Linked DNA regions of Sus scrofa: all the other regions are linked to region 1. A link is a contact called in public Hi-C, HiChIP or PLAC-seq and promoter capture Hi-C data. All regions are on one chromosome and are shown on one strand. The core of a region is the stretch at or near the end of the contact, and the rest is flanking DNA. Distances in the headings are between cores, read along the strand shown.

Evidence for each region. Promoter capture Hi-C pulls out the DNA fragments that hold promoters and counts their contacts. A called contact is a pair of places that touch in the nucleus more often than the background predicts. HiChIP or PLAC-seq counts read pairs in DNA pulled down with a chosen protein or histone mark.
Region 2: a Hi-C map of liver shows a contact between it and region 1, with 2.3 times the contacts expected there. The contact joins the promoter of TMUB1 here to the promoter of NUB1 in region 1. A contact is called at or near these places in 1 of 47 Hi-C or Micro-C datasets (liver) and 1 of 2 datasets of contacts at active chromatin or transcription factors (alveolar macrophages).
Region 3: a contact with region 1 is called in an H3K27ac HiChIP or PLAC-seq map of alveolar macrophages. The contact joins the promoter of RHEB here to the promoter of NUB1 in region 1. A contact is called at or near these places in 1 of 47 Hi-C or Micro-C datasets (liver) and 2 of 2 datasets of contacts at active chromatin or transcription factors (alveolar macrophages and skeletal muscle).
Region 4: a contact with region 1 is called in a promoter capture Hi-C map of fetal skeletal muscle, with 6 times the contacts expected there. The contact joins the promoter of GBX1 here to the promoter of NUB1 in region 1. A contact is called at or near these places in 1 of 5 promoter capture datasets (fetal skeletal muscle) and 1 of 47 Hi-C or Micro-C datasets (epiblast stem cells).

What each region holds. Positions count from the first base shown.
Region 1 is chr18:5,926,569-5,931,941 of Sscrofa11.1, reverse strand. NUB1 (NEDD8 ultimate buster 1) reads left to right here and starts at 2,961. Exons shown (of 15, transcript XM_013990737.2): 1 at 2,961-3,095. The coding sequence starts at 3,025.
Region 2 is chr18:6,139,512-6,144,884 of Sscrofa11.1, reverse strand. TMUB1 (transmembrane and ubiquitin like domain containing 1) reads right to left here and starts at 2,434. Exons shown (of 3, transcript NM_001244336.1): 1 at 2,396-2,434; 2 at 1,047-1,465; 3 at 1-789. The coding sequence starts at 1,435. The coding sequence ends at 438. AGAP3 (arf-GAP with GTPase, ANK repeat and PH domain-containing protein 3) reads left to right here. Exons shown (of 18, transcript XM_021078868.1): 2 at 4,823-4,925.
Region 3 is chr18:5,776,837-5,782,209 of Sscrofa11.1, reverse strand. RHEB (Ras homolog enriched in brain) reads right to left here and starts at 2,771. Exons shown (of 8, transcript NM_001287846.1): 1 at 2,720-2,771. The coding sequence starts at 2,771. LOC102162623 (a long non-coding RNA gene) reads left to right here and starts at 3,090. Exons shown (of 3, transcript XR_002340246.1): 1 at 3,090-4,147.
Region 4 is chr18:6,056,067-6,061,439 of Sscrofa11.1, reverse strand. GBX1 (homeobox protein GBX-1) reads right to left here and starts at 2,552. Exons shown (of 2, transcript XM_003360076.4): 1 at 1,980-2,552. The coding sequence starts at 2,511.

The DNA of each region.
Region 1 (5,373 bases), core at 1,712-4,211:
ATGCTTCTAGAATGATTCCACCCAAGTCACAGGTGAGCAGGCCAGCTCCTTTCTCAAAGTACCCGAGATCCATTCTCTCAGGCTCTGTTTCCTGAGCAGCAAGGAACTCTCTTACCTGGTCTTTTCATAACTTCTTTAGTTTCTGTCCTCTCCAATCGTAACTGAAATTATCTATTCCCAATCAGATGGGAACACACCTCCCTGTCCACCTGCTTGTTTCCTCTGTTCCTTCTATGTTCTTCTCGCCCAACCAAGATGCTGAATCAAATGACCATGGCTCCAAATATCATCGAAACTGAAAACCCACCAGACTAAAAGTATCAATCGCCATTCAACCCCCATCCCAGTTTACAACCACTCTCCAGAAATGTCCATTTGTAAATAGAAAAATCAAGAATGAAGTTATTTTCCTTTTAAATCAGTTTTCGCATCTATAAAAAAAAAAAAATAGGTCACCACAGAACTTATCCCAATGAACGTATATTGTTCTGATCAAAGCAACAATAAATAAAGCTGCACTGCCAAAACTTCCTGTTTCTTTTCAGTTTTTCTAGCAAGAATTGATAACATTCAGCACGAAATTTCACTGTCATGCAAAGGATATTTAAGGATTTTCTGGTTTTACGCCAACGGAAGTTAAATCAGTTATGTAGAAGTTCCTTGGTTCTTTATCACCACAAAACCTATCACAACCAAAACACAAACACAAATTCAGGATTCTTCATCTCAGGAAATTGCACTTGAAGCCACTAAACGCCAGTATTAGGAATAACAGAAAGGGGGCAAGTTAATAAGATATACTAAGAATAATAAAAGTTGAATTATTGGGTCAAAGAAAATATGCATTTTTTTTTTTTTTCTTCGTTTTTGGCCGCCCCACAGCATGATCAGATCTGACCCGCAGTCTTGACCCAAGCTGAAGCTGCAGCAATGCGGGATCCTTAACCCCTGTCCCCAGTACGGGCCAGGTATTGAACTGGAGTCCTAGAGCTCTCAAGATACCACCAGTCCCCTTGGGCCACAGCAGGAGCTCCTGCCTTTTCATTTTAATAGATTCTACTATATTGGCCTCTTAAGAGTTGTATCAATTTAATCTCCCGCGAGTATGGTAAGAGGGTGCTTATTTCCAAGTAGTCTTGCCATCATCACGTGGTATTCATTTTTTTTTCAGCCTGACAGGTAAAAAAATGGTACTTTGGTGTAGTTTTATTCATATTTAATATCTTATAATGAATGAGGTTAGTAATTTTTCATATACTTATGAACCATTTATATTCCCTTTTCAGTGAATTGTATTTTAGGAGCTTTTGCCCAGTTTTCTATTTTGGCCTTTTTCTTATCAAATTGTAAAAGTTCTTTATATACTAAAGAGATTTCTCTTTGGTGTTAATTGGCACTATTTCCCCCCATTTTGCCATTTGTCTTTTGCCTTGACTAAGAAATTGATTTGACCCACGGTAAAGAACTTAATTTCAAAGACTTTCTAAGTGTTGGTGTACTCAAAGGAGGCTAGGGAGCTAAAAGTTCCTTATAGGAAAGATACAGAAAATTGCCAGCTTCCTATGCACTGCTAGGCAGGTGAACAATGCCTGCAAGTCAGCAGAATAAAAAGAGGAACAGAAGTTGCTCCTGGGTTGTGTGCAGTGTCCTCCTGGCAGGGGCCAGGTACACTGGCACACATGGCACCCTGGGAACACTTTCTCTTCCCTAAAATGGATTTAGGTGCATATTCTACCCGAGGTTTCCCCCCAGAGAACGGAAAGGCACCAGGAGAGGTTCCGCCTCACCCTTTAGCTTGCTGCTTCAGGTGTTATTCTAGTTCCATTTTGGGAAAAGTGATGGTGCTAATCCTCTCCTGGGGGCTGCCCCGTGCAGTGAGAGGGACAGGTCCTAGCGCAGCAGGGGTATTATCATGCTGGTTGAAGTAGAGGCTGGGAGCCTGCCCAGGTACCCAGCCTGCCAGGGGCGGGACCCACGCGGTCAAGCCCGACCCCACGGCGGTACTAGAGCGGGTCCAAGGATGGGCTTTGGAATCGGGAATGGAAGGGCCAACAGCTTCATCCGAGCAAACTTCCTGGGGTCTGACCTGGACCCTAGCTTCCATTCCCGGATTCTAAGCATCTTTGAGCTCTGCCAGGACCAGAGCGCAGCCCCTCTCACCCCGACCCCAGGCTCTGCGCTCGTTCTCAGAGCAGTTCACACACTGCCCTTAGTTTGTATGCACACTTGTCTCATTTCCTAGACGCATGACATAGGCCAAGCCATAGGTTTCTGCGTATTTACCACAGCGGTGAGCAGAGCGCTCCGGCGGCAGGCGGATCTCCACACATCAGGCGGTCGACAGCGTGTGGAGACCGGCGTGGCAGAGGCCCCTCGGGGAGGGAAGGGCGAGGGCGGCGGGGCCGGGAAGTTCACCGAAGGGAGGCCCCGGCGGAGCGAAGGGGGCAGGATGAAAAGCCAGACTTGAAGGGGCACAGCGCTTTCGGCCCGGCCCAGAGCTGGGGGCGGGGCGGACCCGCCTGCAGGAGGTCCAGACCCTCCTTCCGGGGGGAAATGGGCTTCCTGCAAGGTGCTCGGGCCTCTTTCGAGGCTTCTGGAGAAAGGGAGCCAGGTTCAGTTTCCTCTGAAGTCTGGCCACTTGGGCCAGGCCAGCGGCCCCGGGGTCTCCACAGTTCCGGGAGGAGCCCACCCTCAGCTCCCGGCGGGGGACTTCCCGCCAGCCCCGCCCTGGGCCTTCGGCAAGTCCCGGGGCGGTGGGGGAGGCCCGTCCCCGCTCACTCGGGTCCGCCCGGGCCACGCCCATCGCCCTTCCCTCTGCCCCGCCCACATCTGCCCTCAGCCGGGGTCCTCGCCCCAGCTGGTCCCATCCTGGTCCCGCCTTAGCCACGCCCACTGCCCACCCACAACCCCACCCTCCCCTGCCCTGGCCCCGCCCACAATCCCTTCTCGCGGCCGCGCGGGGGCGGGGCGGCCCGGCGTCCGGGGCGGCTGCGGCAGCGGGGGCGGGGCCGGCCTCACCCCGGAATGAAAATAAACGGCGGCCTCCGTCGCATCCGGGCACTCGGCGGGTCGCTGCTGGCGCGGTTGTGTCGCAGGTGAGGAGACGGCGGCCGAGCGTGTGTCTCAGCGGTGACCCCGGTCCCCCAGCTCGACGCCGACGCGTTCCCCGCCCGAGTCGGGCGCGACTGCAGCGGCGGGCGGTGGGCGCCCTGGGCCGAGGCTCGGCCGGAACCGGGGGCTGCGGGCCGGGGCTTCGGGGGTTCGGGACGCGCCGGCCGTTCGTTCGTTCGCCGGGCGCAAGGTTTGCTCTGGGTTGGGCAGGGGTGGTGGGTATTTTTTAAAAAAGATTTAAGTATTGCTTTTGGAGGGAGACAGAAATAAAGAAAGAAATATATATTTAAGTTAATCTAATTAGCCCTACAAAAAGCTTGAATCGTAGGACTGTTATTCCAAATATGCCATTTGGGGTTTATTTGCAATCAAAGACAGATTTTCTTTGCTGTTTAATGAGGAAACACGGTTTATTTTCTTCAGCCTTGACTATCGCATTCTGTTATTTCTCAACTGCTTCCCGTACGCTTATTTTTAAATTCAAGATTATGGTGTTAGTCTGCCTAAGAGAAAAATTAGTGGATTTTGAATATATGTATATATATGTCATGTATTTCAAAAGCTCTGGGTAAAGGTCGCATTAATGAATTTATTACAGAAATGAAAGTGAAATGATAAAGGAGTGGATTATATCCTTTCACTTTCATTTTAGAGCAATAGTATTAATGAATTTCTGCTTTTGAGGGGGGAGGGGCCGTGATACTGAACATTTTATGGCACGCATGGAACTTTCAGTTCTCCAGTTAAAATGGAAAACTGATTTATTAGTCTTTTCCCCCTTTTGATTTGATTTAAAATATATATCCTCGTTTATTATGTTGCCTGTAACCCCTAGAACTAGAAGTTTTGTAAGTTTCAACACAGTGGTTTAATTTTTTTTCCAAACATTAAGTGGTGGGACCTAGACCCTCCTTGCTGTTTATTTACAAGTGGGTGGAGTGTGGTCTACACACCTGGTTTAATCTTTTTTCCAAACCCTAACTGTTGGGACCTAGACCCTTCTTGCTATTTATTTGCCGCTGGGTGGAGTGTGGGCCACACACTAGGTTTAGGAAACCCTTTGAAAGTTATATTAGGAAGTTGCTTGGACGCAATGGCAGAGGGTTCTGCATTGAACCTTCCAAATAGCTAGGCTCCTGTAAATGCCCTGGTGAAATGGTCCCCACCCTCCACCCCCACACATGCAAGTGACATTTTACTCAAGATTTCTGAAGATATATGAGTAGGGAACTTTTTGACGTCATGTCAGTTAATTGTGTTTGAAAAGCTAATTCATATAAGTACTAATAGGCTTTTCTGTGTAAGAGGCCATTTGTTAGTGCTTGAAAAATCTGGAGTTCTCTCATAGGCTACCCGGATGCTCCCAGCCCCCTCTTTGACGGCTTTATTCCTTTTTTCTTCCATATCATTACCCTCTCTCACCCCCAAGTTGATGTAAAATTAATTTGAGCTTTCTTTTAAAACACTTGTTTATGGAATACACTTAAGTTATCAAACTTGATTTAAATATCAGATGAGGAGGAGTGCCTGTGATGGCGCAGCGAAAACGAATCCAACGAGGTACCGTGAGGTTGCGGGTTCTATCCCTGGCCTTGCTCAGTGGGTTAAGGATCCAGTGTTAATGTGAGCTGCGGTGTAGGCCGGTGGCTACAGCTCCGATTAGACCCCTAGCCTGGGAACCTCCATATGCCGTGAGTGCGGCCCTAAAAAGACAAAGTTAAAAATAAATGAGTATCAGATGAATTGGGTTTGGGGGGGTAGAGTGGGGGGGGGGGATGTGGAATACAGGTCCTGAATAGAAAAAGGACAGTTACTCATCTTGGTTACATTAACTCCCCCATCTTCTTTTGCTCTGTAGAACCTGTCTTCATCCTTCAGGAGGTAATGGCTTTTTACCTTTCTTACTGCTTGTCTGATTTGGCCGCACTACCCCTGTCAGCTGTTTAATTCTCTAGCAGCCTCACCCACCCCTTAGAGTTTAGCTGTGCTAGGGGAGGATGAGTAGACAACTCCATTGCTGTGTGTGCTGCTTTGGGAGAGTAGTTACATGCTCTGGGCAGAGAAGCAGCCAGGGGTTTTGTGAAAGGAAGCAGAATCCAGTGGTTCAGTGTTAGAGGCAGAAATCCCAGTGCTAGTTAGGTTGTGGCCGAATTTTTCATCCTTGGCTGAGTCATTTTTACAAATTTGGGCCTTGATTTTCTCAGCTGTAAAAATCAACCAGTATTGACTTGAATCATATATGTATATCTGCTTTTATGCTTC
Region 2 (5,373 bases), core at 1,185-3,684, 210 kb before region 1:
CAGTTATTTAATCTGCACATGTTCCAGAGAACCCCCTCCTTCCCACCCACGCTCCCGTCCTTGGGTCCCTAAATCAGCTCAAGATGCTCTCAGGGACTAGAGGTGGCTGGGTTTTCAGGCAGAACACTAAGAAGGGCCTAGGGGCGTGGCCGGGCTCTGCCCAGGGCCGAGGCAGCGACAGCAGCTGTCTGACCCGGAGGAGCTGACTGTCCGTGGGGGCTGAGGGCCAGCAGCCCCAGAAGGTGGCCCAGAGCCATGAAGGTCACAGGGAGGGGCCTCCGCCGGCCCCCGGAGCGCTCTGCGGCGCAGGGCTGGGCTCCAGGGTAGTGGGAAGAGGCAAGTGGGAGAGGCCGGCCGGGGCAGACAGCAGCTCCCACCGTGTCGTGGGGAGCAAGGTCCGGAGGGGCCAGCGACACTGCCAAGAGCCCGTGGAGGCACTACGGGCGGTACATGGCAAAGGCCAGGAGACTGAGGAGTAGGGTGAAGCCGGCCAGACCCAGGGTGGCTGTCAGGGGAAAGAAGGGCCGGTACTGGATCTGGCAGTACCAGAGCAGCAGCAGCAGCAGCAGGAGCAGGGGCAGCAGGAGGCTGCCTACCTCCAGCCCGGAGGGGCCTGGCTCTGACCCCGGTGGGCAGGGTGGGTGTGGGGGACCCACCCGGGTGGACACGTGGCAGTGGAGAACGCAGTTGGGAGGGAGGTGAAGGCTGCCCAGGGTCTGGGTGTCGTCTCCTAGCAGCTGCCCTTGGTAGATGAGTCGCACGTGCTGCTCCCGTCCGGGAAACTGGGTCCTGAGGAGAGAGGGACCTGGGTAATAGAGCAGGTCTCAGGCAATCCTGGCCCCTCGCCCAGAACAACTCTCTCACTTCTCTCCTCCACCTACCACCCAGGGCTCCCTCCGCAGGGGCCTCTCCTGCTTCAGAGGAACAATACCGTGTGAGTGGCTTGGGGACCTCAGTTCCCATCAGCATCTCTGGTGGCCCTTCCACGCTGTGACCATTCCCACCCGACTCATTACCACTTCAACCCCGTCCTCTTCCCAGCTTACCTTTTCAGGGAGCCAATGGTGTCGTGGGGCCAGGCCCTGGCCACCTGCTCTGAATCGTTGAGGAATTTCAGCCGTAGCACGAGGGGCTCTTGGGGGGAGTCCTGGGGTGGCGGTGTGGCCGGGAGCCCCATGCCAGACTCTGGCTGTGCAGCCTGACCTCTGTGTCTCAGGCTCGGGGTCTCAGCTCCTGGGGCCTCCCCTCTGATGCTGTCAGTGACCGCCATGGCTTCGCTGGGCTGTGTTGATGGTGGGGTCCCTGATGGCTGGGACAGTGGATCCACGCCCTCGGCAGTGTGTGTTGAGACCCAGGCGAGAGCCAGCACCAGAAGGCAGGCAAGCACCGCGAAAAGGATGGTCACCTCATCACCCACCCCTTCAATCAGGGCCATGGCACCTGCCTTGCCCGCTGGGCTACCGAGCTGGAGAGGCACAAAGAACCCATGAGGGGCTGGCTCAGCCTCCAAGAGCCCTCTGAACTTCAGGGGCGTCCGACCCCACCCCACTACAACTCTCCCACAGTCCCAATTCCTTTGCCCACTTAGCCACACCCCACCCTGGGACACAGACTGCTCTCCCTCTTGCTTGCCCCAGACTTGGGTCACATGCCCCTTCCCATCACCAAACCCCAAGTCCTAATTTTTTGTAACCTAAGTTCTAGGTCTTTAACCAGCTCTCCAATTCACCCACATCCTACTCAGAGGTCAGGCCTTGACCTTCTAAGCAACCTCTCCCCTAAATTCAACCCCCATCAAACTTCACCCCAAAGCTTACCTATTCTTTCCATCTAATTCATCCCAAAGTTTATCTATTCCTCCATCACTAAAGTTTCTCCAAGGGGGAAGAAAAAGGTCTCCAGACACACACAGACACACAAAAGGCTTTCCTCCACGAACACACACACACACACACACACACACACACACACACACACACACACACAGCACACCCCCGCCCCTTTACTATTTACCCAAACCTCCCACCCGTAACACGATACAGTTTCCTAAAGCTTCCCCACGTCGAAACGAGCCCTTTGGCAAACTGGAATCTCCGAGGGTCGCTGCTCCCCACCGCAACTCGGCCCCCCTCGGTCCACTCAAACTCCACCCCGAGTCGGCCCAGTTCCGCGCCTCCTCTTAGACGCCTCTCCAAACCTAGCCCGCAGCAGGACCCCAGATACCGCCGGAATCCGAGACTTTAGCCTCCCCACCCCCATCCTCCATCACCCCTCCCATCTTCCCGCCCGCCCCCCAACCCCAGCGGCGGGAGTGCCAGACCGATCCCGGGGCGGGGCGAGCGGGGGCCAGCTGGCGGGGGCGGCGGGGTGGGCGCGGTCAGAACGCAGGACTCACCGCCCGGCTCCGCCAGCTCCATAGCGGACCCTCGGGCACTTCCGGGCGGGAGGTGGCGAGGTCGCAGACACCTGGAGGCACCCTCCGCTTCCCCGCCGTGCGAAGTATTGTGGGACTTGTAGTCCAGCGCGGTGCGCAGTCCCCGCCTTCCGCGCTGCGGATCCACGGGCAGGACTCGGCTGTCTCGTCCCAGTGCCCGCAAATTGCTGAGGGGACGGCGGGGTTGGGTTTGGGGGGTGTGCTCTCCCGTAGAGGTTTGGGCGACAGCAGGGACAGCCCCCTGCCCGGGGCAGTTGGGGCATCTGTTACTCCAGAAACCAGCGTTAGCTGGAGCTTGTTAGAGCACCACTGTTTCCAGAAGCAGCATCGGGGAAGCTCGAGTGGATCCTACCTTGGCCTACTCTTCTTTCTTTTTACAGCCGCACCTGCGGCACATGGGTGTTCCCAGGCTAGGGGTCGAATAGGAGCTGCACCTGCCGGGCTGCACCACAGCCTTAGCAACACCAGATACGAGCTGCATCTGCGACCTACACCACAGCTCACAACGCTGGATCCTTAACCCTCTGAGTGAGGCCAGGGATCCATGCCACATCCTCACACTGTGTCGGGTTTTTAATCCGCTGAGCCACAACAAGAACTTTAAGTCAGAGTGGACCCCAGAAGTCATCCTGGATCCTCCAAATTGACTCTTCAGCCCAGCGCCCAGTATCCATGGGCTTCCCCACCAGGCTGGCCACGGTGGCTTGGGCTGCTTATTTACCAGGTCCCCTCCTCCCCTTTCCCCCGAAAGACTGTGCAAGAGGCATAGACTTTGGAACGTGGCACAAATGCTGATCCCTTATCCTGTGCTTATCAACTATGTGACCTTGGGTGCTTTACTGAATGTCTTTGAACCTAAATTTCTCTGTTCCCAACACATACCTCAAAAGGCAATTGTGGAGTTCCTGTTGTAGCTCAGCGGGTTAAGAATCTGACTAATCGACCCCTAGCCTGGGAACCTCCATATGCCACAGGAGTGGCCCTAGAAAGGGCAAAAAGACAAAAAAAAGAATCTGGCTAGTATCCATCAAGATGCAGGTTTGATCCCTGGCCTCACTCAGTGGGTTAAGCATCCATCGTTTCCATGAGCTGTGGTGTAGGTCACAGACTCGGCTCTGATCTGGCGTGGCTGTGGCTGTGGCGTAGGCCAGCAGCTGCAGCTCCGATTTGATCCCTAGCCTGGGAACCTCCATACGCCTCAGGTATGGCCCTAAAAGAATAAAAAATACAAAAAAAATTTTTTTAAAGGCAATTGCAAGAAAAATTAGGTGTTTTATTAAATAAGTGTGAAAATTATGCAGAGGAGCTGTCACACGGTGGATATTTGTTCACTTAGTATTAGAACACTCCTTCCACCCAGATCTTAGAGTGTTGCTATGTAGGGGATGTCGAGCCTCAGCCTGGCCTGGGCCCATTCCTTTCCGTGGGTTTTTCTCTCCTTTCTCTGGGCTCCTATAGCCACAGAGATCTCACATCCTTGATTTTACAGGCCAGTCTTTTTTTTTTTTTTTCTTTTTCCTGCTTGCACCTGCGGCATGCAGAAGTTCCCAGGGCCAGGAATCCATCCTGTTCCACAGCACTGACAACTTGGATCCTTAACCCACTGAACCACCAGGGAACTCTATAAGCCAAACTTAATTAAAACTAATATAACCTGTGTTCCAAAGGCAGATACCTTCTTGTGGGAGCAAGCTCTCCAAATGTTGCATTGGGGCTGTTTAGATTTATAACATACAGAACTATCTGTCTCTCATTCCTTCCCTCCCACTTATTCATTTATTCTAGAAATATTTATTAAATGTATACTAAGTGCCAGGCCGGAATGAGAAGCTGGGAATACAGTGGTGAATCAGACCCTATGCCTGCATGTGGCTCCTTTCCTAATAGAAGAGACAGGTGATTAGCCAAACAGGTAGGTGCTGGCGGCCAGGGCAACACTTTGGAGGGCTCTTTACCTTTAGCATTTCTGCTGGAAGATACCTGTGCAACCTTCTTGCTGTCAATTCTAATTAAGCATCTAAAAGATATGTTAGATATTGCTTTTAGTCTTACAGAACACAGGCGTTCTTGTCGTGACTCAGCAATTAACGAACCCGACTAGGATCCATGAGGATGTGGGTTCGATCCCTGGCCTTGCTCAGGGGGTTAAGAATCCAGTGTTGCCATGAGCTGTGGTGTAGGTCACAGACGCGGCTTGGATCTGGTGTTGCTGTGGCTGTGGTGTAGACTGTCTGCTGTAGCTCCCATTCATCCCCTAGCCTGGGAACGTCCACATGCCGCAGGTGCAGCCCTAAAAAGACCAAATTTAAAAAATTAAATAAAAAATTAAACAAAGACTTACAGAACATCATCAAGCTAGGTGTTCTGTGCAACCACTATATGTTGCAGATGATGCCCAGAGAGGGTGCAAGACATTCTCAAGGTCAAGCAGGCAGGCAGAACCATATCTCTCAGGAGCTGGGATGAACTTCCACCAGTTTTTTTTTGCAAGGTACAAGACACCTTATCAATGGTGACTGGGTTGGTACTGGGGTCGAGTTGTGTGGGTAGCTGAGTGGTGGGCGACTATGCTGGGAAAAGACCCAGCTTGGTCTGGGTATGTACAAAGGATGATATGTATCACCTGTACCAGAGGACACTGGGGTGTAGTCCCAGCAGGCGACTGGGGCCAGTGCCTTGCACATGCCACTTCTTAGGGCTTTTAGGAAAGGAGGGAGTGGGGGCAGCCAGCAGAGCCCTCTACAGCTTTGGCAATGGGGACGCAGAGGAAGGAGGACAATGAAGGGAGCTCCCTGGCTCCTGAGTGGACAGGAACACAGGCTGGACAAAGGAGGGAGGACAAGGAAGATTGAGCTGGTCATCTGGATTCTGCTGGGGGCCTTGAATGGGGTGCACGGGCCTCCCACGCATAATATCCGATTCCTTTCCCGTCTTCTTTA
Region 3 (5,373 bases), core at 1,522-4,021, 150 kb after region 1:
ATGGGGCAAGGCCAGGGATCGAACCTGCGTCCTCATGGATGCTAGTCAGATTCGAAAACCGTTGAATCACGACAGGAACTCCCCTGACAGCAAACTTTTAAAATAAAGTTTATGACATGACAATGTCACAATGAGAAGTATTCTACTAGTCAAACTGGCACGTTTAATCAAGCGAACATTCTAAGAAAGGTGTGGTTTCTAGCTTAGCCTTTTCCTGCCACTCTTTACCCTTAGTCAATATGACACGACAGCTTAGCATTACAAAATAACACAACCGAGAAATACACATACTCAAATTTCTCCAGTACAGCACCATTTGCAAGCAAACGTGTCACCAAACTGCTAAGTCTGAATACTGACTCATTCTCTGGAGAGTGGTTATTAGTACATGCAATCAGGGGATTACTTCCCTTTTTGACGCTGGCAAAACAAAAGACCCCACAAGCTACAAATGTCCTGGTTCACAACAAAGGTGATCAAATGCAAAAGCAAAGGCAAAGATTGGGAATAATTTAACCTCTGCAAAATACGTTTCGCTTTACTTATTTTTTCCTTTCCCCTTCTTAGGGCTGCACCCTCACCATATGGAAGTTCCCAGACAAGGGGCTGAATGTGGAGCTGCAGCTGCCGGCCTATGCCACAACGCCACAACCACGCCAGATCTTAACCCACTGGGCGAGGCCAGGGATAGAAACCGCGTCCTTATGGATACTGGTCGGGTTCTTAACCCACTGACCTACAGGGGAACTTCTAAAATACATTTCACTTTAATCATCACCCCATGTGAAAACAAATATGGAGACAACTGAGTGGGCTACAAGCAGTATAACATATTGAAGGCACAAAAAATAGGGACCAAATATACCTTGCACCCCACTGGAGGCTGCTTTAGTACAATACTTTAACTAACAGCAGTTGAAAAGAGAAGACAAAGGGGTGACCTGTCTCATCTGGGTCTCTAAGAGGATGACGGCTAGAAGGAAGATACAAAAAGAACAGGTTTTAGTTGGATACGAGGAACTTCTTTAGCAAAACAGTGAGAGCAAATGCGAGGCTTATTCACTGAAGAACAGAACCACCACCAAGAATCTCTCTTCCGCTGAAATCAGGGAGCCCAGGTACTTATCACCTGTAACTTGATTATTCGGGTTCAAGTCACCTGTAACTGCTACCTTTAATTAGTGGGCGCTATGTATCTGATTAGCTAGAACTCACTCAAGAGCCAGGATATGTCACGGTCCCCCCTCTCTTCACAAGCCAGGGGAGGAACTAAAGACCACGGACAAGCCAGGGCTAGGTGATTTAAGCTGCCAACAGAGGTTGGATGCCAGGTTCCACATGGGCACTTGGGGCTGTGTAGACTTTGAAAGCCTCAATTTGATACACGGTACTTCCCAGCTGCAGCTGTTACGGCTGCCACCTACTCTTCTCCACACATCTGGCACTGCACCGTACCAGAGTTACCCCTATGACTCTGGGCGCCCCTTCTCACTACACAAGCACCTCTCAGCCCCTGATTCCCCCCACCCCCACCCCTTTGACCGGAGAGGGATGATAAAAGGATGAGTAAGCACGCTGTAGCTGATGTTGGTCAAAGAGCATAGACCCTGGCACCGGCCGTGGAAAATGGGGGTGAAGAAGCAGAACAGAAAGCGAGGTCGGGGAGTTGGCGGTGAAAAGCGTTCCTAGGGCAGTTACCGTTACCTCCTTCTGCAATCACCACAGACTCCAAACACCCGCTTTCACCCGGCAGCCGCCCCCCCACCCCGCGGTCAAGTGCACATTTCCCTTAAACAGTTCTTAAAAACAACACGAAAAGATAATCGTAATTTCTCCAGGCTTCCGGTTGTCAAAGACAATAAAGCCTCACCCTAAAGCATGGTTAGGTCAACGGCTGTTTTCTCGTTTTCTGGCACCCGGTCTACCCCCATCCCACCCCAGACCACCTCCGTTAGGCTAAAAAGCTACTGTCAGGAACAGTTACAGATATATGTCAATCTTGTTCAGTGGCGGCGGCGGCGGGGTGGGGGGGTAACTTTTGAATCACTTCACCAGCCTGGTTACAAGTACCTGACCTTATTTTTTCCCGTAGAAAAATAGGACACCGAGAAAGCAGAAATTTCTCTTTCCCTGCTTTTCTACTTCGGCCGCTGGCAGCATCCAGGAGGCTTCCGAAGAGGGCTCTTGGGTTTCTTTCGTAGGAAACTTGCCCTCTGTAGCCAAACGTCCTCTAGGTCCCCAGTTTCCTTTAAAACGTTGAACTTCACGCATAGGAAAAAAACCCCAAGGCACAGTTTCCTTTGTTAAAACCCCACGGACTTGAATTTGGGGGGTGCAAAGGCCAGCAACGATCACGACAGCTCGCCGCGGCGAGGTGAAGAGGGACAGGTGCGACTTCTGCCTTTGGGGGGCCTCGCGGCAGTTTGGCAGAGCGGTAGACCCCGCACCGCGTGCCCGGCGCGGGACCGCCGGAACTCCCCGTCCGCCCGAGGCCTCCCAGACACGTCCTCCCCGCTCCCGGGCCGCCCGCCGCCCCACGGGCCCGGCCTCGCCGCCGCCTCCGCTCAAAATGGAGGTGGCGGCGGCGGACCGCTGGTTACGAAACGCGCGGCCGCCACATGGCCGCGCCGGCCCCAAACTTGGCCCGGCCCGCCGCGTCCCGGCCCCCAGGCGAGGCCGGGCCCTGGCTCGAGGAGGCCGCGCGGCGCCCGCCACTCACCCACAGACCGGTAGCCCAGGATCGCGATCTTCCGGGACTTGGACTGCGGCATCTTGGCGGCCTCACAAGCCCCGGGCCAACCACATCAACCGCGGCGGCGGCGGCGGCTCCTGTGCTGCGATCGGCGGCTGCCGCGCCGGGGCAGAGCGGCATCCAGGGGCGGGGCGGGCGGGCGCGGCTGCCTTGGCTCCTGGCTCGCGCGCTCAACCGCCCGGAACCGCCGCGCGGCCCCGCCCCCAAACACGCCCACGTGACCGCGCGCGGCCGCCGGGGCCGCCCCCCTGCAGCGGCTCGCGTCAGCGTCGCCCTTCCGCCGCTGCGGCCGCCCCCGTCCCCGAGACGCACAGGGGTGCGCCGGGCAGGCGTTTTACTTTAAAGGGAAAAACAGGAGACGCCGAAATGCCCCTAGAAAAGTCACGACTGAAACTCGCTGCGTCATGACCCTCCCACCGGCTTCCGCCGCTTTTTAATTACGCCAGTTTTCCCCGAGCGCTGATTGGACAGTTCCCACCCGCCCGCGCGATGACGCGGCGGAAACTCCTTCTCCCATTGGGGGCGGTGAAGAGGCGGAGCCAGAGGCGGGGCTGCTTGCCCGGGAGCTAAAAATAAATTCCGACGCTCAGCCCGCGTTTGGGCGTTAGTGAGCTTTGCAGGCTTCGAACGTCTGGAGGCGGGTGGGAGGGGCGGAGGGACGCCAGCTTCCTAGTGATTGGTTAGATCGGGGGAAGGGGCGGGGAAAGATTGAGAGGTGAGGTGATTGGTAGAACGCTGAGCGGTTGATGGACTCGCGCTCGCAGAGCCCTTAAAAGGCGCGAGGCGCAGGTCGCTTGGCGGTTGCTCGCTGCGGTTGTTACCTTGCGTGAAGTTTTTTTCTTTTTAGCCCTTTGCTATATTGGTGTCAGTCTAAGTTTGAGGGTGTAGGTTGTGACTTAGTATCATCTATGGATGAAGGCCTGTGGGAAGACTGGAACGCAGTAATTCAAAATACGCATTTTTAAAAAAAAGTGTGCGCCACCTCAGTTGTCTCAACCCTGGGATAAGCAGATCCGACACACCTGACGGGGAAAAATAGCGCAAGTCAACACATCTTTAACTCTCCACACCTTCGTGGCTAATTCAGTAGTCGAGCTCAAACACCTGCCCTTAGCTGGGAACTCTCTAGAAACGTCCTTCCAGAGGGGATTTAAGACGGCTGAGTTCACAGGCTGGTCTCTCTGGTAAAGGGAGACTGGTGTATTTTCCACAAATGGTTTACTGGCAACCCCTTTCTTCAGTTGTGTTGGCGAAGGGCCCTTGACGTGGCACCAATGTTGGGGTGCAGGAAGGGACGGCAGCCTGGGAGGCGTGGGTCATGCAGAAAGAAGGTGAGCCAGACCTGAGAAACGAGGATGCCGTGGGCGCTTTCCAGACGCGGAGACCAGTGTCATGGTAGGTGTCCTTGCCCTTGGTGGTTGTGGAAGGAGCAGAGACCCTCCACTCCTACCAGTGTCCCTTGCTGTCCTCGGGCTGTTGACAGTGTTGAGCTGCGTGGCTGAGTAGGATCACGGCTCTCTGGTCACGGCCTTTCCCAGCAAGCACGGAATCGGGGCCCTCCCCCCGCCTGCGGAGCTCCGAGCGGCAGGACCAGATTCCTTGGTAGGAAGATTTAGAGGTGACAGCCCCATAAATACACCTTGTTGCCTCGTCGAGTTAGGACACTAACCGACATTAAGGCAGAATCCTTCCACCATCCACTTGCGGCACTCATGGGGGAGGAGGAGCGCACGTTCACGTCTGCAGATTGAAGCCCCAGGCCACCCGCGGGGAGTGAGACATCTCTTTGAAGTTGTATTTTATTCTAATGGGTTTTTGCATTCCACTCTATAATTAGTTGAAATATTTAAAAAAGACTCAAGTCTTAAAATGGAATTTTATCCTGTGGATTTGAATACCCCTCCTGCAGTATTTTGAACTGATGGTCCTAGATTCCCTGGTGGGTTGTGAAATTAGCTTAATGGGTGTTACTATTTTCTATTCTATTTAAAAAAATGTATGTTGCGTAATAAGGGTGAGTATTGTTTCTTGGCACTTTTGCTGTGTGTATATATTTATAGACATGCTTTATATGTGTTGTGTACTGAGTTCCACTATAAAATGTATTTTTTGTGGATTACCTCAAAAAGCTGGAAAGCACTGCCCTAGCCTTAGGGGGTTTAGGAGTCCAGACCGAGAAGGGCAGTTGAAATGGACACATTCATTCAAGAAATGTCCCAGTTGTGTTAAAGCCCTTTAAGGCCAGACCCAGGAGTTTTGAAGATTCTTTTATTTCAGAATTTCTTAAGAAACGACTCAGATTACCTAAAATACTTCAGATTGATGTATGAATTCACATAGAAATAACTAACTGCAGCCAGACCATATAGGATGTGGACTTGCTTCTGAATTCAAAGTACGCTGGACCTCAGGAGTTCCCCGGTGGCTCAGAGGGTTGAGGACCTGGCATTGCCACGGCTGTGGCATGGTTCTACTCCTGGCCCTGGAACTTCCACGTGCCGTGAGCATGACGAAAAAAAAAGTACAGTTGACGTTTGAATAGCACTAGTTTGAACTGCCCGGTCCATTTATACCCGGGTTTTTTTTTCGATAGTAAATTCTTTAGTACTACATGATCCACG
Region 4 (5,373 bases), core at 1,303-3,802, 130 kb before region 1:
AAAAAAAAATTTACTCTGTGTGTGGAAACTTTTCCCTGGTTCCTACTAGGGTATTTATTTAGCTCCTTTCAAATCCTCTCAAGACAGAACTCTTCCACACACACACACACACACTCTTCTGGCCCAGAAATACTGTTCCGTTTTCATCAGCCAAGGCTGGAACCCTGCACTCATCATCCCCATCGACGGCCCTCTGCTCTCTCACGTTCCCTCTGGAGAATGTGGGCACGCTGCTCGTTCGCTCGTCCTTTCCTCTCTCCTACCCTCAATATGTCTCTTCTGTTCTTTCCCTCTGCTATTCCTTCCTCTCTCTCTCTCTCTCAATGTCTGGCTTTACAGCCAACATTCTACCTGCTTCAGAAAAGAGCCCCCACTATACAAAGGGGTCAAAATAAGAACTGAGGGGAAGCTGAACGAGGAGGCCGGGTGTCTCCCCATGCCAGGGGGCTACCCCCCAGCCCCGCCCCCTCAGTGCATCCCTTCCTCCGGGGGGTGTCCGGTTCTGTCCTCCGGGCTCCTACTGCCTCCAAAGCCAACCTTCTGATGCCCGCCTTGCCCTCTCTGCCTGGGGACTATCCTGTTCCCCACCCCCACAGACCCTTGCCTCTTCCCATCGCCCTGTCGGCTGCTCCTCCCCCCACATCTTGTGGACATCTCCTCCCACCTTCCAGTCCTCCCTAGGGATGCTCAGACTTCAGTCTGTGGCTCCTCCTGGTCCAACCAGTGGGCAAAAGACAGGAGCCGAATCCCCAAAGCCAAAGGGCCCAGGCTAAAGGGGAAAGAAGAGGAAAGCAGATTCTACAGCAGCCCTTGGGGTCGAGATGTATTAGCCCCTTGGACAATTTCAAGGAAGGGCCCAGAAACCTATCCAGGAGTTGCTCTCTCCTAGCCAAGGACAAAAGGACTCCTGCATCTATCTCCGTGTCTCCCCTCGGGTGGCCCCCAGGCCCCCTGGGGTCACTTCCACCTGCCAAGCTGGGTGTGTGAAGCAGAGTCAGGTTCATTCTGATGCTAAAGAACTTGAAGCTTCAGGAAGCCCACACTCGCACGCAGCAGTCCCCGTTTTCCCTTCACTAGAGCCCACCCACCAAATCCTATAAGCTTTGGATCTCAGCACACCTGAACCTGCTCCTGGATAGCGGAAAGCCTCTCCAGCTTCTAGGGATTAAGGATAGGTAGGGAGGCCTGTTTAGAGGGATTCTAAACAGGTTTCGGTTTGAAGACACTTGCCTCTGTGGGGAGAAGGCCTCCTGGAGGGGCCAGGGTTCCTGAATTAGCTCTTAGCTGGATCTCACTGGTTCCAGAATCTTAGGTGGATTCTGGACTCCAGGCCACACCCAACCCTCTTCAGCCTCTCGCCTTTCCCTCGGTCTCCCAATCAAGCCCAGCCGGTCCCCTGCCAGCTAATCATCTTTTAGGACCCCTAGTTTGTTCCTCAAGCTTCGCTCTACCTGGGCCAATTCAGAAGTGCCCTCTACAACTGAGAGGAAAGCCGGCCATCAACACCTGCCGGCACCACTTTAAGACCCTCCCTTTGCCCCTGAGGTCTCGGAAGCCCTCCCTGAACTGACAGCTGCCTCACTGTATCCCCCCAGGGGTCCTGCCGCCGTCCCCAGGCATCCCACACTCGCCGCCTCTCTATTCCCCGCAGAGGAGAAAAATGAAGGGGTTCCGAGGAGGAGACGGGGGAGCCGCGGCTGCAGGGCCGGCTACTGGGAGGAAAGGCACTAATCTGGCGGGCAGCTCTGGGAGGCGCTTGGTGAGGCGTCGGGCACTCTGGAGACAGAGCAGGGCGGCCCTCCTGGGACCTAGAGGTGCCGCGTTGGGAACGGAAGTGGAGGGGGTTCCGCAGAACCCGCCACCGGGGGGTCTAGGATTCCAGGGCTCCAGGCAGGTGCCGAGGTTCGGAGCCGGCGGCGGGCAGGGGTTTCCAGGTGAACGAGCCTCCCGCCCGGCGCCCCGTCGGCCGCAGCACTTACCCGGCAGACTTGGGAAAGTCTCTGAGAAGTGCGGAGGCGGGGGCGGCGGGGGCTCTGCCACTTTCTCCCGGGCGGGCAGCAGCTCTTCGGCTTCCAGCCCGCCCTCCGGGCGTCGGCCGCCCGGCTCGGGGTTGTTTCGGGCGGCGGTGGCGGCGGCCGCGGCGGCGGCGGCGGCGGCGGCGAGCTCCGGGGGCCCGTAGAAGGCGTCGGGCGGCTCCGCGAAGCTGGGCAGCGCGGTGGTCAGCGCCACCATCGAGGGCACGGCCTGGCCCAGCCCCGCGCAGAAGGTGTTGGTGAGGCGGCCGGCGAAGGAGGCGAGCGGGGCCAGGGGCGGGAGGCCGGCGGGCAGCGGCGCGGGGGCCAGCGCCTGCGGCAGCACGAGCGGCCGGTAGGGCATGAACATGGGGTAGCCGGTGTAGAGCAAGTGGCCGGAGCGCGGCGGCGGGGGCCCGATCAGCGAGTCGATGGAGAAGGCAGTGCCCGGGCCCCCGCCGCTGCCCCCGGGGGCGCCCCCGCCTCCGGCTCTCTGCATCGCGCCCGGAGCTGCGGCCGCCCCGGGGCGCTCCCCTCCGGGCGCCGCCGTGCGCCCCGCGGCTCGGGCGCCCCGCGCGGACACGCAGGGCTCGCTCCCTGGCTCCCGGGCCGAGGTGGCGGCGGGGCGCGGGCTCGGCGCAGTGTGGCTCCGGCGCGGCGCTCCCTCGCTCTCATAAGGAGGGAGGGGGCGGGCGAGCGGGCGGGCTGGGGGTGTCGCCCTCCGGACTCATCCATCTTCCTCAAATTACGCTTCACTTCCTCCCTCCGCCCGCAGCCGCCGCGCCCGGCTCCCGCTCCCTCCGCAGAGCCCGTTCCCAGCGGCCCGGCCGGCCGGCCCGGGACCCCCGCCCGCCCCCGCAGCCCAACCAACTATTATTAATGGAGATTGATGAGGCCGGACACGCCGCTTTGTGAAAGTTTGCGGCGGACGAGAAGGCGGCCGCAGCTGCCGGGCCGGTGCCCCGCCCTCCACCCAGCCCGGCCCCCCCGCCCCCCCAGCCCCGGGCGCCGACTGGGAGCAGGGACTGGGAGGTGGCCCCGGCGGGGACCGAGCGCGCGGCGGGGCTGGACCGCAGAGCCCCCCGCCCCGGGCGCCGCCCTCCTTCGGACTCCGGGCCAGTCCCCCGAGCGCGCCTCCCCGCCGGCCGGCCCGCCCGCCCGCGACGTCCCCTCCTCGGCCCCCGGGCGGACGGCGCGGCGCGGCGGGCGGGACGGGACCTCGGCGCCCCCTCGGGCGGCGAGGCGGGGACGGCAGGGGGCGCGCTCGGCCGCCGGGCGCCGCGGCTCCAGGGCCTCTCAACGCCGGGCCCTTTCCGTCCCCGGTGGAGCCAAGTCCCCCTCTCTCCTCCCGGCTCGGGCTCTTCCTCACTCTCTCCTCCGTCGCGGACCCCCGAGTCCCTCACGCTGGCCTCTGTGGCTAATTTCCTCGAGTGCCCACACTCTGCCAAGGACTTACCATTCCTCTCACTTTCCTCCCTCCCTCTTCCTCCCCCTTCCCTTTCCTGCCCTCGTTTCTGTCCCTGTCCTACTCGATTGTTCCTCTTTCTCACACCCCATCCCGGTCCGCCTCATTCTACACCCCCCCCCCATTTCTCGCCTGTATCTCTGTCTCGTCTGTCTGCTTGTCTGTCTATCTCTGCCTCCCTCCCTCGCGCTCTCTCCCTCTCCTGCGCTATTAATTTCCCTGATTGGCTCCCCGACTCCAGCGCCGCTGATGAGCCCTATTCATTCCGGGCCTGACACTCTCGACCTGCCCTGGCTGATTGCTGGGGGCTGGCCCCAGGAGCGCTGATGAGCCCCAAGGGTCAGCGGCGCTAATTATCCGCTAATTGCGGATGACTCTGCTCACCTCCCCCCTTCTCAGTCGCAGCGATGGCGGCGCCTTTTACCCTCCCCCTCCTCCCGATTCCCAGAAGTAAGAGTTGACAATCTGGAGGCAAAAAGTCACGGGCACTTTTGGTTGATAGCAGGGTCGGGTCCGCGGAGCCTAAGGCTTTTAGGACAGGCGAGTCAGCAGAAGAAGAGTGACGGGAACTTCGGGAGACAGAATAAGCCTGGCCAGCTCAACGAGGGTCATCTGGGCACTGGGAAACAGTTCTTCAAGTGGGGCCAAGGAGAGGCAGGCAAGTTGGGATTAATAATAGCGAAGCCAGGCACGTTTAGGAAGCTGCAGTCTAAACAGGGGAAGTTATTTGGTTCAGAGGAAAACCTACACCAGCATCTCAGAGTCTCAAGACTGTGCAGGACAGGAGGAAGCTCTGGATCTCAGTGACCTTTGTCCAGTTCAGGGGTGTTGTGTTGGTCTATGAACACCACTCACGTTAAGCTGAGGCATTACCCTGTCACCACACACGGTCACCAGAGTGGGACAGAAGAGGGTGGGGTCCAAGGAGCTTTCTTTGGTTATGCTTGGCTGATGATACATGCGTCCAAGAGGTAAGGGGAGAGAAGTGTGGTTTCGGCGCAATCCTGATCCATCTTGGGCTCTACAATCAACTCAGTGAAACTTCTGGGGGACGAGTCTGGTGGGAAGATGTCGGCATGGAAAGAAGAGATGCCTTAAGTCTGGGAGCACCAACTCACTGCCAATGTACAAGGATAACCCTTATCCGTCCTCCTAAAGATATTTTTCGGAACTCTTTGTAAAATTAACCAAGCACTCCCTGGTACCAATATGGAAGACCAGACTTCAACGTGTATTGTAGGGAGTTCCCGTTGTGGTTCATCAGGTTAGGAACCCGACTAGTATCCATGAGGATGTGGGTTCAGTCCCTAGCCTCCCTAAGTGGGTTAAGGATCCGGCATTGCCATGAGCTGTGGTGTAGTTTGCAGATCCGGCTTGGATCCTGCCTGGCTGTGGCTGTGGCAATGGCCGGCAGCTGTACCTCCAATTTGACCCCTGGCCTGGGAACTTCCATGTGCCACAGGTGTTACCCTAAAAGGAAAAAAGGTGTATTGTATTTTGGAGTTCCCACCGTGGCACAGTGGGTTAAGAATCTGGCCGCAGCAGCTAGGGTTGTTACAGAGGTGTGGGTTTGACTACAGTTACGGTGTGGTGGGTAAAAGGAGCCGGTTGTTGCTGCAGCTGTGGTGTAAGTTGCAGCTGCAGCTCGGATTCAATCCCTGGCCTGGGAATTTCCATATGCCTCAGTTGTGGCCAAAAAAGAAAAAAAAAAAAGGTGTACGGTATTGTACTTCAAAAGTGACGGGTCAGTACTTGGTGTGATGGCTTTGCAGTGCTGGGTACATAATAGAGGCTTATTGGCTTGAAACATTAATGAGGAAACTTTGGGCTACCATCACGGCAATTAAAGCTGGATGAGCAGTAACAACACCAATCAAATAAAGGCTTTTTTTTTTG